3 separate regions of the Mus musculus genome follow, and all the other regions are linked to region 3. Evidence: chromatin contacts called from public HiChIP or PLAC-seq data. All regions are on one chromosome and are shown on one strand. Each heading gives the region's core, a stretch centred on a gene start, on an enhancer-like site or on the middle of the called end of the contact. The rest is flanking DNA. Distances are from core to core; before and after follow the strand shown.

Region 1 (4,532 bases), core at 498-2,997, 79 kb before region 3:
CCCTGGGAAAAAAAATCTTCACAGACATACCCAGAGATATGTTTCCCAGATTCTAAATCAAATCAAGTGGACAATGAAAATTAACCATCACAGACTATTGTCAGAAACCCACCAGTAAACTGAGGTTTCGTGACTTTTCCCTCTGAAATGGGGATAATCTTGTGCACATAAACATGGTGTAAATACAAAATATGGTTATAACACAAAAGGCACCATGTCTCTACAGAGGCAGAAAGTGACCAGAATACAAATTTCTTGATTCTGAAATTTCTCCTCTAGCCCAAGTTCTTTTTTTTTTCTTTTCCAAGCGTTTCCTTGCTGTCTGGAGAGTTTTTTTTTTTTTAAGATTTATTTATTTATTATATATATGTAAGTATACTGTAGCTGTCTTTAGACACCCCAGAAGAAGCACCAGATCTCATTACAGATGGTTGTGAGCCACCATGTGGTTGCTGGGATTTGAACTCACAACCTTCAGAAGAGCAGTCAGTGCTCTTAACCGCTGAGCCATCTCTCCAGCCCTCTAGCCCAATTTCTAATCAAGACTTTGAACAAAAGTACACCATGACAAATTTTAAAATGTACACTTCCACAATGCACTCAGCAATTCAAAGTGAATGAGAAAGGGAGGGGCACTGAGGTAGTACTGAAAAATGTGAAGTCAATAAAACAGGCATAGAAACCAGAAAGCTGCAAGAGGCAGTAAGGAGAAGCAGGCAGAGGGAAAAAAACAAGAGAAAACAAATGACTGGGGACTGATTTCTTTGCCACGGTCCTTGGCTGTGCTGTACCAAGAAACTCATTTATAAAGGGAGAAGACTAGAAATGCATCAGGATCGGTGAGGAAGGAAGACAAGAATGAGGGGTTGGGTTCCCATGGCTATGCAAAGCTGTTTTGATTGGTAGGAAGGAAGCAGTGACTGTGTCTGCGCACCTCCTCAGGGGAGACTCAGGGGTTGAAGGGATGCTGAAGGACGGTAAACTGAGCTGGCATGGGTTGTTTGATTTTAGTAACTTGATTGTCTAGACAGGGTTGACAGGGATGTGTTTCGGGATGGCTTTGAACTTCCATGGTAAAGGACAACCTGATCCTCCTGCCTTTATCTCCCAAGATCTAAGATTACAACACTGTGCCACCACAGTCTATTGTCCCACCACATCTAGTGCTTGGTGGGCTTTTTGTTATTGTATTTAGTGTGTGCATGCACACACCACTGCATCCCAGCACATATGGGGTTTTGGGAGTTGGGTGTCTCCCTCCATCATAGGGATCCCAGAAATCGAACTCAGATTCTCCGGGATGTCAGAAAGCACTTTTATCCACAGAGCAGTTCGGTGACCCAAGTGATGCATTTTTATTTGTTTAATTGTTGTTTGATTTTTTTTTCTAGTGGGTGTAAGGGGTGTCTGTGTGACCATATATGGGTGTGAATGGGCAGATGTCCACAGTGGCCAGAAGAAGAGCTTGGATTGTCTGAAAGAGCAGCAGGTGTCCAAACTTTGAGCTATCTCTCCAGTCCACTTGATGCACATTTTAAAAAGGTGCTTCTCTCTCTCTCTCTCTCTCTCACACACACACACACACACACACACACACACACACACACACACACACACACACACACTCGGGGAGCCAGAGAGCTGTTTAGGATATGATTTAAGTTTCAGGAAGCGTCCTGTGGTTGACATCTGTTCATCGGTTACTCTTTGTTAATCACCTTGGGAAGGAAACAGGATCTGAAAGTCACTGACGTGTCCAAAGCAAATACAATATGTTTGGTGTGTAGCTGTGTCTCAGAATATGGAGAGAGTCATAGTTGGGGGTCTTGGGAAAGTATGTGAACTGTGTCACAAAGATCAAATATTCCAACTAGATGATGGAGCATTGCACTGGAGGTTGAACCATCTGGGCAGAACAGTTCCTCAATAACCAGTCTTCTGTCAAACTGACATTTCAGACAATCAAGTCCTACTTCCTTTTCAAAGACTTATTTAAAAAGTGTCTTTGTGTACAGTAGGGGAGAGGAGGCTCCTGAGTGTGCCACAGCCCATTTCCTGCTGAGCCAGTTCTACTCCTTGCCTGTGCAATGAGTGACACAGAAGACCAGTAGGTGCTGACGATTGAGCCAAGCATGTAGGCTACCAGCCTCTTCCACTCTCTCCAGCTCTCACCTTTTATTTCCACATAGTACAGGCTAGACTTGAGCTCATGATCTTCTGCCTAAAGCCTTTGAGATTTATTTTTTAAATCTTTTTTTTTTTTGAGTCCTCTTTCTCATCCCTTATTAGGAGGAAGGAGAGATCCAAGGAATACAATTTGAAGCTAGTGTCCATCTGAGTTCATGGGGAATTCCCATCGCCAGTTAGTTATTCTGTAATGGCCTCAAGCACTTTGCAGGGACAGAAGAAAAATCATAAGGAACCTATTAACTGAACAGGGTCCTCATGATGACTAAGAACACATTGTTCAGTGTGAACTTAGTGTCTGATGTCTTTTTAAAAAGTCATTAAAGCGAGTCCTTGTGAAGTAGATTTATATATGACTATTAGTGTAACTGCATACAGAGTTAAAGTCCAGAATGCCAGAATGTTACTAGAGACCAGAGGTTTTTAGACCTTTTAGACTTTTGCAGAAATTTTCTTTCTTTCTTTTTGGTAAATGGGGCATTTGTTTTGTTTGGAAGTTTGCTTGAGACGGGGGTTTTACTAATATAGCACTGGCTGGCCTGAAGCTGGCTACGTGTAGACCAGGCTGGCCTTCAACTCACCAAGATTTGTCTGCCTCAGCTTCACAGATGATGGGATATGTGCTACCATGCCCAGCTTAAAAATGGTTTTTGTTAGCATATATGGTGAAAAATTCTTAAGAAGTCTCTCTCCAAGAGCAACAGATTAAAATTAAGAACACAGTCAACTTCAGTGATGTGTACTGGCTTTTCTCCACTCTTAGAGGTTCTGTTCTGAAAACCACAGGACCTCCACTAGGGCTGATTGAGAAGACCCAAAGGAAAAGGATGCCCACGGACAGGAGAGTTGTACATCTGAGTGCGGTGAACTAGATAGAGGCTGGCTGTTGTAGGACAGGATCATGGCCAGGAGCACAGTGCTTCATGGGTGTAATAAAGGGAGGTCCCAAAGGACTGGCAATGAACTCTTGCTGGCTTCCCTTCAGGAATGCAAAGTGAAGTTCAAACTAGCAGTTAGGTTAACCCTTGCCTCGTCTCTATTATATTTCCCATTTGTAAATAATTGTCTGATGCCCTCTTCTAACCTTTGGGGACACCTGGCAGGCACATGGTGTATCATATAGACAAAAGACTCATACATATGTGTGTGTGTGTGTGTGTGTGTGTGTGTGTGTGTGTGTGTGTGTGTGTGTGTATGCTGGAGAGATAGCTCTATAGTTCTTGCTGTTCCAAGTGCTGGGATTAAAGGTGTGCACCAGCTCCACAGTTAAGAGACCTTACTGCTCTTGCAGATTTTGGGTTGGTTCCCTGCACCCACATGGTGGTTCATAGCTTCCTGTAACTCTACCTCCAGTAGATCTGAACTCTACTGGTATTGTACACACATAGTGTACAAACACATGTGAATAGCACATACACATAAAATTAAAAAGAAATCTAAAAACAAGTTATATACACATAAAATAATAAATATGTATTTTAAAAACTGTTTCCTTGGGCACTGGTAATGGAGCATACCTTTAGTCCCAGCATTCAGGAGGCAGAGACAGGTGGATCTCTGAGTTCAAGGCCAGCTTGGCCCACACAAAGAAACCCGGTCTTGAAAAACAAACAAACAAACAAAACCAAAACAATAAAAACTGGTTCCTATTCTAGCCCCACATGTTTGCTTGTTTGTTTATCTAGAGGCAGGACTGCTTTGTATCTGTGGCTAGCCTAGAACTTTTTTTTTTTTTTTTTTTCGAGACGGGGTTTCTCAGTATAGCCCTGGCTGTCCTGGAACTCACTTTGTAGACCAGGCTGGCCTCAAACTCAGAAATCTGCCTACTTCTGCCTCCAGAGTGCTGGGATTAAAGGCGTGTGCCACCATGCCCAGCTAGGCTAGAACTTACTATGTAGATCCGTGGCTTCCAACTTTCAGCCTTTAGCTAACAGGCAATTCTCCTGCCTCTGCTTTCTGAGGGCTGGGATTATAGACTCATGCCACTGTGGTTTGTGTCAATCATATAGTAACTGAAGGGAAAGGCTGGTGTCTTCCTCCCTTCTGTCCCATCTAGGTGTGTGGAGTAGGCAGATTTATTCATTTATCAATATAGAGGCCAGAGGTCAACAATGGCTGCCTTCCTTAGTCACTTTTCACCTTATGTTTGTGACAGATTCTATCACTGTCTAACCTAGGTTTCTGTTGCTGTGATAAAGACCATGACCAAACTTGGAGAAGAAAGGGTTTATTTGGCTTACAGGTCATCAGGGGAAGCCAAGGCAGGAAGCCAGGGCAGGAACCTGGAAGCAGGAACTAGAGCAGATACCATGAAAGAGTGCTGCCTACTGGCTTGCTCCCTATGG
Region 2 (4,913 bases), core at 103-2,602, 130 kb before region 3:
AAGTCCTGGCTGAGTATGATCCCAAAACTAGGAAGGTGGAAGGAGGAGGATCAGAAATTTAAGATCAGCTACATAGCAAAGCTGAGGCCAGCCTAGACTACATAGACCTTGCCTGAAAAGAAGAAATGCAGGAGGTTGGAGGGACGGGAAAAGGAGGCCAGCCACATGGTTCAATAGATAAAAGGGGTTGTCACCAAATGTGGCAATTTCTAGAACTTACATGGTAGAAGGAAAGAACCAACAACCCCTACACCTGCACTCACATGTGCATATAGACACATGTATACACACACACACACACACACACACACACACACACACACACACACACACACGCGCGCGCGCATGCACGGAGGAAAAACAGTGCAAAATCTAATGCAGTCCTCAGGCTGGGAATAGGTATACTGAGCATGTACTAGGCCCAAGCTCAAATCCCAACTCTATCCTTCATCGACTCCAAAAAGGGTTCTAATACATTTTCAGAGGTGAAAGGAAAACAAAGTGTAAGAAGTAATCCTTAACATATTAATGCTGAGTACAAAGTAGCAACTGATGCTATTACTGTCCTTTCAGTCTCTCTATGTAATGCAGGCCAACCTCAAACCTGTAGAGATCTTTCTGCCTCAGCCTACTGTATGCTGGGATTTTAGGTGTGTGCCACCATATAAATATTTGATATCGAGGATCAAAGCAAGACTTTGCACATGCTAGGGTAAGCATCCACTACCCAGCTTAGACACATTACTAGCTCATAAATAAAGTACTTGTTGTTGTGAATATAGGTTCTTGCATGCACATATGTCTGTGTACCACTTGCTTGTCTGGTGCCCACGGAGGTCAGAGGAGAACCTAAATAAGAAGTTTTCATACACCTTATTTTTATCTATTCGAAAATGAAATTTTAATCCAAATATCCAGCTGAGATCAGTAGTACATATCTGTGGGGTGGTGAGCTGTGCCTGGTCCCCCGGGTCGAGCACAGGTCTGGAACCGGAGCGCCCCCCCCCCCCCCGCCCCCGTGGTGGGCGGAGATTTCCAACAGCAAGGGACAGCAGGAGTTTGGCCACGCCTCCTGGGTATCCCACTGTGCTCGCAGCACACAGCTACAGCAGCAGAGGTAGCTACAGCCTCCCACAGCCCCCCTGCAGAGAGGCATGCTGCATCAATCAAGTACTAGCTGCACCAAGCCCTCCCACATACAAATAAGGTTTCCCCAAACTCAGTCCAAGCCAATAAAAAGCACCTGCTGTCAAACCCTGGATCATCCCCAAAACTGTATATAAGTCCCATGCAGGGAGAGAACTACTCCGTCATCTGAGGCTTTGTCCTAAGAGCTCTAACACTTGGGGAGAGGTCGGCTCTCCCAAAGAGCTGCCTGAGGTCCTGTCGCACTCTCGCTAGTCAGCTTCTCCTCGGCCCAGCCCGACCCGACTCAGTGAAGAATTACTGCATGGCAGAGAAGTGGAGACAACCAGCACAGCAGAAGCAGGGAAGTAACTTCCCCTCCCTGCCTGCATTCGCTTCCCTTCGGGGAACCCTCGCACCAAGCCTGGCCAGAGATCTCCGTGTAAAACCTCTGGTAGCCAGGCCCACACATATGCAAGCACTAAAGATGCAGAAGTATGAGGATCAAGAAGAGTCTGTGAGCTGTTCCTCCCATGCATGGGCTGTTCCTAGAATGTGCTTCTGTGCCCCTCCCAGGTATGGTAAGTAGGAGTAGGTTTACTTCAGGTTACAGGTCCTGCTTCTATTATTCTGATGAGGTTTCCAAGCAGGGTCTGTCCTCATGACAGTATACAGCTTGAACTCACCTGAACTTTGCTCATATGATCTTGCTTAACCCTCAGAATGTAAATTCTATTATGCCCTAAAGAAAGTGATTGCATGTGACTTTAGTCCTCCTCATTTTAGGCTACATTTTCCCATGTTCATGCCACCAACTAGAATGGTAACTCTACCACTGAATTACATCTGTCCAGCCCCAGTAGAAAAAACTGTTAAGATGGGCATGGTAGTTCAAATGTACAATCCCAGTTCTTAGGAAACTCACACAAAAGGAGATTGGGCAGTGAATTCTATGCCAGCCTCCACTACATAATGAGACAGCTGGGCAGTGGTGCTGCATGCCTTTAATCCCAGCAGGTGGGAGGCAGAGGCAGGCGAATTTCTGAGTTCCAGACCAGCCTGGTCTACAGATTGAGTTCCAGGACAGCCTGGGCAATACAGAGAAACACTGTCTTGAACCACCCCCCACCACCACCCCCCAAAAAAAAATCACTACATAATGATAACTTGTCTTAGAGGAAGAGAAAGTGGACCAACAAATTGATGGAAGAGAAAAATTTGATTCTCCATGCCTTGTTTGAAATAAAGATATTTAAAGCTTAGCAGCTACATTTGTTAAATCTCAAAGAAATCTGGAAGAGGTCTTGCCCAGTACCTGTGGCTCTTCCCAGCACTTCTCACATGACCTCCTACCCTAAGCCTCTCCCTCCATGGGGCTGAGCTTCCACTTAGCTATATAACAGCCATTTTGCCTCCATACCTGAATCTCCTGATCTCTTTTTCAGATTGCCCCAAACCACCATCCCTTTCCTCTTTTCTCTCTCACTCCCCACCCCTCCTTTCATGGCCATATTCAGTCCAGAGCCTTTGTACTCTCCCTTAATAAGCCCTCCCTCAACCATACCTAGCAGACACAGTCCTCTCCCAACATTTAATATACATTACTTACCTCTAACCTATTTTTCAATGACTTAAGATATAAGCCAGGATTTGTATATGAACATGTGGGATGTGTGTGAGGACCAAGCCCAGGTTCCGTGAGCTTGGTAAGCAGTTGTTCTACCAGAGTTACACCTGCAGTCCCTAAATGGATTAAACAAAACTGAAGCATGGGCCATTTAATGTTCCCCAAGTAAAGTTGACATGAAAACTAAGAGACTGGAGCTGCAGAGATAGATAGCTCAGCAGTTAAGAGCACTGACTGCTCTTCCAGAGGTCCTGAGTTCAAATCCCAGCAACCACAGGGTGGCTCACAACCATCTGTAATGGGATCTGATTCTCTCTTCTAGTGTCTGAGAAGAGAGCAACATTGTACTCACATGCATAAAATAAATAAATCTTTAAAAAAAGAAAACTAAGAGACTGAGATATAATAGGAAAGTGAGATCAAGCAAACATTTACAGTCATTATTAAGAACAAATCGTAACCCTGGTGTGGGTCACAAAACCTTTAATCCTAGCACTACAGAGGCAAAGGCTGCCTGGTCTACACAGTATAGTCAGGCCAGCCAGCTCCACAGTGAGATCTCAAAACTAACAAAAAGAGTAAACTGTAAATCAGTGCTACCCAATGGACAAAATGGATCTGGGGACCCACATGGTAAAGGAATTCAGGAAACAACTCTTGAAAGGTGCTGCTCTCAGACCTCTGCCTGTGAGCCACAGCACATGAGACACCCACCCCCTGCCAAAGTCAAAGGCAGACTTTGAGAACCTGACATTGACAAAGAAAGTCAAATGTGGCTAATGGCTACTGTATTATTGGACAGGCAATGCTATTCTAGCTAGAGAACCAGAAAATAATAGCCTCTCCAGTTACAGTAATAATGTGAGGTTAGAATTATTGGCCTTCATTCCAGTCATCATACTTCAAAAACCTAAAGAGCAAAATGAAATTATAAACTTTCTTTTATGTGTCCCAAGGCTGGCTTCAAAGTAGATATGCAGTCAAGAATGATTCTGAATTTTTAATACTCCTCTCCAAGCCCTAACCAACCTCTCACCAGAGTGCTGGGATTACAGGCATTTGCCACAACCCATTTATGTGGTGCTTGAACCCTCCTTTTCCTGCATGCTAGGCAAGGCCCCTGAACTGATATGATAAATATAAATATAAAAACTATTGCAAGGCATTATTACTAGTACTGTTAGTATAAAGACACAGAACAACTAAATATATAACTTTCAAATGTATAAGAAACTATGAGAATAGGCAGGCAGTGGTGATGCACATCTTTAATCCCAGCACTCAAGAACTAGAGGCAGCTGGACTACCGAGTGAGTTCCAGGACAGCCAGGGCTACACAGAGAAACCTGTCTCTCGAAAACCAAACCAAAACAATCAAAAAACTAGAGGCAGGCAATTTCTGCTAGTTTGAGGCCAACCTGGTTTACCTGATCTGCAGAGTGAGTTCCAGGACAGCCAGGACTACATAAAAGAACCTTGTTTCAGACAGACAGACAAACACAAGAACACAAGTCTTTAATTCCAACACTCAAGAGACAGAGGCAGGTGAGTCTGAGTTCCAGTGCAACCTAGTATTTGAAGTGATCCAGGACTACACAGAGAAACTGTCTTCAAACAAAAACAAATTTAAAAAAAGAAAGAAAAAAGAAAAAGAAAAGAAACAAAGAAAGCAAGCATCAAGCATCAGAGTACTTAATAGAGAAAAATATCTAAAAAGAGACTTCCTTGAAAAGCTACTTTTTTCTTTTTCTTTTTTTTTTTTTTTTTTTTTGGTTTTTCCAGACAGGGTCTCTCTGTAGCCCTGGCTGTCCTGGAACTCACTCTGTAGACCAGGCTGGCCTCGAACTCATAAATCCGCCTGCCTCTGCCTCCGAGTCCTGGGATTAGAGGTGTGCGCCACCACTGTCTGGCTGAGAAAGCTATTTTTTTTTTTTTTTGGCATGGTATTTTTTTTTTATTATTATTAGGTATTTTCCTTCATTTACATTTCCAGTGCTATCCCCATACCCTCCCCCGCCCATCCCCCTACCCACCCACTCCCACTTCTTGGCCCTGGTGTTCCCCTGTACTGGGGCATATAAAGTTTGCAAGTACAATGGGCCTCTCTTTCCAGTGATGGCCGACTAGGCCATCTTCTGATACATATGCAGCTAGAGTCACG
Region 3 (4,325 bases), core at 1,186-3,685:
CATTCCTTGCCCATCTGTGTGGTGGACCTAACATCCTATGAGTAACAGCTTGAAAATGCTTGGAATTCATGTAGCTGACCACTAACTGCCCTCTGCCATGCCATATACCAGAGTACACACATGGACATACACATGCACACACACAATTACTGCCTAAAAACTCCAAAACAAACCAAAGCCCTATACATTAAGCCACCCTGTCAGTAACTAAAGGACACTTGTTTATAAAGAGATAAACACAAACAGCCCAAATCCTCACCATCTTGGTATTTGAAAGCATTCTATAACTGTTTACCTACAGGTTATGTGCCTAGGGGACAGAAATAATATGTCTCAGTGTACTGTGAGGGAGAGAATAGCATAACCCACCCCAAATACATATGTACGGATGTATGTATCTTATATGTGTATGTGGACATGAGTACAAGTGCCCTCAAGGACCAGGTGCCTTGAATCCCTTGGAGCTGGAATTACAGGCATACTTTGAAAAGAAACTTTTTTTTTTTTTTTTAAGGCAACTGCTGCCAGGTTTGTAAAATCAGTATTGGAGCCAGGCATGGTGGCGCAAGTCTTTAATCCCAGCACTTGGGAGGCAGAGGCAGGCGGATTTCTGAGTTCGAGGCCAGCCTGGTCTACAAAGTGAGTTTCAGGACAGCCAGGGCTACACAGAGAAACCCTGTCTCGAAAAACAAAAACAACATCAAAGTATGCCTCGTGTCTCTGTGGGTCTCCGGGTCTGGGGTGGTTGTGAGCCTCCTTGAGGCAGGTGCTGGGATCTGAAGAGCAGTCTTCATTATTAACTACTGAGCAGCTATATTTCCAGTCTCAGCACTTGGCTTTTCACTTGCACCCGAGGGACCTGAACATAGACCTCTATGCTTACATAGCAACCGCTTTACCCACTGGGCCTCCTCCTCAGACCTACGGCGTTTGAATGTGCTTCCAACATTTCCTAATTACTTTCCCCCATGAGGTACAGTCAAGCACTTCATAACATCATTTCACGAAGGGCTGACTTCATATAGGGTGGTCCCGGATTATACCGAGTACTGATGTTCCCAGCGAAGTTTGAGTAAGTACATGATGACGTGGCAGAACAAATGTGCCGAACACATTTCTCAGAACATATCACCACCAATGAGGTATTTGTGCCTGGCCTTTTCTCCTTTTTGATTTTTAGGCTTAAGTTGATCTCTAGCAGCAAAAGAAACAGAACAAACCTTCACATTAAAAGTGGGCGTGGCGGTAATCATGATCCCTGGGGGAGGGAGGGCAGAGGGGTCAAGTAAGGGGATCATTGCAAGTAAAAGGCCAGTCTGAACTATATACTGAGTTCCAGATCTGCCACCTCTACACAGAGACCATGTCTCAAAAAACTCCCGTGGGCAGGCTAAATAATTTTGCCTTTTAAAAAAAGTTTATGCATACAGATGTCTGTGTATGTTCGTGCTGGTAGATAGAGCGTGGTCTCCTGGAGCAGGAGTTTTAGGCAGTGTTGAGTCCTCTGATATGGGTCCTGGGGAGTAAACATCTTAGCCCTTTCTCCAGGGGACAGTTTTACTTTCTATGCATTTGTAAGGACTGGGGACAGTTCGGTGGTAGAGTGCTTAGAGTTCAATCTCTAGTAACACACACACACACACACACACACACACACACACACACACACACACACACACACGCAAATTAACACCCACACATATCTACGTTGCATACGCCTTGCTATGCATCATACAGACAACCTCCCTTTTAGAATTTGGCTGGAAAGTTTTCCTGGAAAATACGCCCTCCAGGCGTGGGCGCCCGGGTTCTCTGGCCAAGGACCAACCCGGAGACACTGGTTCAGTCATTATGGAACTCAGCATCGTTTTGACCTGAGGTATCTCCTTCCCAGACCCGGCGCCATCCGGATGGGACGTGACTAAACTCTGGGCAACTGTCTGAAGGGCGCGGCGGACTCAGGGGCTTGAAGAGCTTAGGAGAGCAGGGGAGGCCCTCCATCAGAGTCCAGGGGCCGAGAACGGAGCTCGGGCTCCAGGATAAGGGGAAGAGTCAGAAAGCCGGAAGACCTTTTTCTGTGGGCTCGCTCTCCCCTCCCAGGCCCTATGATCACGGGTGGTTCACTTGGCACGCGCGAACCTTCCTCATGCCAGATTCCAGGGACCCAGAGCGGGGAAGGAGCACAGACAAGGATGACCAACAGGGACCACGACGCCCCTCCCTGCAGCTAGTCAGCCTAGCGGGACCAGCGGCGCACGCAGCCACGCCCAGCGCCGCTCGCTGCGGGCGAGGGCGGAGCCCGTGACTTAGCTGGAGCTGATTCGCCCTGCTCCTCAAGGGGCGTGGTCATACAGTTCGGATCCCGCCCCCTCTGCCGCTCTGGGTCCAGAAGGAAATAGAGGCCTGCCCGGGGGGCCTGGAGCGGAGGGAGGCGGGGCAGCGCGGGGCGGTGGCCGGGTCCAGAGTCCCGGGAGGCTTGGCTGCAGGGGAATGAAGCCTCCGCCTTCCCCGGCAGAAGTATTTAAATACGGCCGCGGGCCGGGGACTCGGGGAGCGGCGGGCGGAGCGGTGGGTAGAGCCTGCGGCTTGGGAGGAAGGCGCTGTCCGAGAGAACGGGATCTGCACGGCCGCTGTGTCCCTGCTTTGGAAGTGGGTAAGCACCGATCCTTTCGGGATGCCCCCTCCTCGCGGCCCAGGTGCGCGCGCGGTCCCGGGTCCGCTCCCCGTTCGCGGCGGGGCTCTCTACTGCACCATCCTGGTCCCCTTTTTCGGGCCCGGCGAGAATCACGTCGTGCGCTTGCAGGAGGTCAGCCGAGCCGAGCTTTTAATTTCGCAACTCGCGCGTCTTCAAGCCAGTTCTTTCCATTTTCCGATTTGAAACCAACGAGATTTTCCCGCCGCTTCAGAAAGCCAAACGCCCTCCCCCCCCCCGCCCCCGAAGGAAAGGGTCCTCTCCGTGGGGCCTAATGGACGCTTCACAGTCCTAAGCTTTGTTGGGGATTAGAGTCTGCTCACCTGGGAGGCTGCTGCTCTCCTCTGGTAGCCCCTAAATGTAGAAAGCAAAGCCCCTTAAAGATGCATCCCTAAGGCATTTATCCTATACTATCCTGGGGGTGTGTGTGGCTCACGCAGTTCATTATTGGCCTCTGGACACATACGCTCGGACGTTATACTTAATGTCAGGGAAGGCCTTTCTTGGGGGCTTCAGAGACCATGTTTTTGTGAGATCTTAAAAATCTTCACGTACTACGCGTAATTGAATAGGGTTGGTTGAGAAAGAGAGGAGGGGCTGGCTGGGAGAGAGTGCATACGTGGGGCACACAGAGGACTAACTGTTCATCCACTCACCTCAAAGGCCAGTCTGGTTTTTTTTTTTTTTTTTTTTTTTCAAATCCCCTAAGAAATGGAGAACAGTAGTCTGGTCTGTTTCTTCTGAGGGGTTCTGGACTTGAAAGAGCTGAGTGTTTCTGCTTGTGAGCTGTGCTTTTTGAGTACTGAGCTAGTCTGAGCTGAATGCTACACAACCCTGGTTTGGAAAATACATCCCGTCCCCTGCCCCCTTCTTTCATCTCTGTATTGCTTTCTCTGCCATAAAATCTCTAGCCACTAGGCATGCTCTATCATTTCTCAAATTTCCACAGCTGTGGATCATTCTCGTTAGACATAAAATTAAGTCTTTCACAATCTTTTTTTTTTGAATCAGGCATCTTTGTAAGTGTGCTTCCAGGAAATGACTGAGGTTGGTGTATCCAGCTGTCTTATCATGTCTGCTGCTTAGTTCTTCAGTAGCTGTGAAGGGGTGGCAGATGGATGCTATTCTATTCAGAGTGCAGTATAGGACATTTGTCGGCTGGTAGTGACATCCTGTAGGTTGAAATGCTTATCTGAATTTATGACACTTTACATGAACAGTATTTTCAGGATGGTGTGGTATGTCGTGGTTCCCGGAATATTTGAGGTGAAGACTCATTTCAGAATGACCTATTCAATAGGCAAACAAGCCCACTTTTCAGTCAACACAGTGAGGGCCAGAGGGTATACAGAAGGAGAAGTAGAATATGGTGAGATGAGCTTACTGGTAAAAACACTTGCCACACAAGCCTTCAGTCAATCCCCAGCACCCACAGTGAAAAGAAAGTCTGGACCCCCAAAAGTGGTCCTCTGACCTCCACCCTTGCCTTGGCCTGCATATCACAAAACAAAACGCGAAAATTAGGAAGAAAACAAACAAACAAAAAACAGAATTAGAAAACATGTATCATAGAAACTGTATTGATAACATTGTATCAAGCTTCATGTTAAAGTTTGGTTTTTTTTTTTTTTTT

The links. HiChIP or PLAC-seq counts read pairs in DNA pulled down with a chosen protein or histone mark.
Region 1: a contact with region 3 is called in an H3K4me3 HiChIP or PLAC-seq map of bone marrow-derived macrophages, with 4 times the contacts expected there. The contact joins the enhancer-like site here to the promoter of Ugdh in region 3. A contact is called at or near these places in 8 of 39 promoter capture datasets (cranial neural crest, embryonic stem cells, frontonasal cranial neural crest and 4 more), 3 of 15 datasets of contacts at CTCF or cohesin (CD8 T cells, the NIH/3T3 cell line and large pre-B cells), 3 of 484 Hi-C or Micro-C datasets (embryonic stem cells, muscle stem cells and nephron progenitors), 13 of 115 datasets of contacts at active chromatin or transcription factors (the 230-238 cell line, CD8 T cells, the SCID.adh cell line and 7 more) and 4 of 9 other capture datasets (adipose tissue, embryonic stem cells, liver and 1 more).
Region 2: an H3K4me3 HiChIP or PLAC-seq map of bone marrow-derived macrophages shows a contact between it and region 3, with 3 times the contacts expected there. The contact joins the enhancer-like site here to the promoter of Ugdh in region 3. A contact is called at or near these places in 4 of 39 promoter capture datasets (cranial neural crest, frontonasal cranial neural crest, hematopoietic stem and progenitor cells and 1 more), 3 of 484 Hi-C or Micro-C datasets (bone marrow-derived macrophages, cranial neural crest and embryonic fibroblasts), 4 of 115 datasets of contacts at active chromatin or transcription factors (bone marrow-derived macrophages, embryonic hindbrain and embryonic stem cells) and 4 of 9 other capture datasets (adipose tissue, embryonic stem cells, liver and 1 more).

Annotation. Positions count from the first base shown.
Region 1 is chr5:65,512,311-65,516,842 of GRCm38.p6, reverse strand. It overlaps a transcript of Smim14 not described here. Among named protein-coding and RNA genes, the nearest start is that of Smim14, 22 kb to the right of the region's middle. Within about 2 kb of position 1,747, at least 101 of the 459 cell types and tissues checked have an H3K27ac peak or open chromatin away from gene starts, as enhancers often do. A contact at or near this core is called in the 230-238 cell line, CD8 T cells, adipose tissue and 3 more, where this site is marked.
Region 2 is chr5:65,557,895-65,562,807 of GRCm38.p6, reverse strand. The region is part of intron 1 of Ube2k (ubiquitin-conjugating enzyme E2K); the gene reads right to left. It overlaps Gm40309 (a long non-coding RNA gene), which reads right to left. Exons shown (of 2, transcript XR_868455.3): 2 at 1-4,913. Among named protein-coding and RNA genes, the nearest start is that of Gm40309, 19 kb to the right of the region's middle. Within about 2 kb of position 1,352, at least 35 of the 459 cell types and tissues checked have an H3K27ac peak or open chromatin away from gene starts, as enhancers often do. A contact at or near this core is called in bone marrow-derived macrophages and embryonic stem cells, where this site is marked.
Region 3 is chr5:65,433,952-65,438,276 of GRCm38.p6, reverse strand. It overlaps Ugdh (UDP-glucose dehydrogenase), which reads left to right and starts at 2,435. Exons shown (of 12, transcript NM_009466.2): 1 at 2,435-2,653.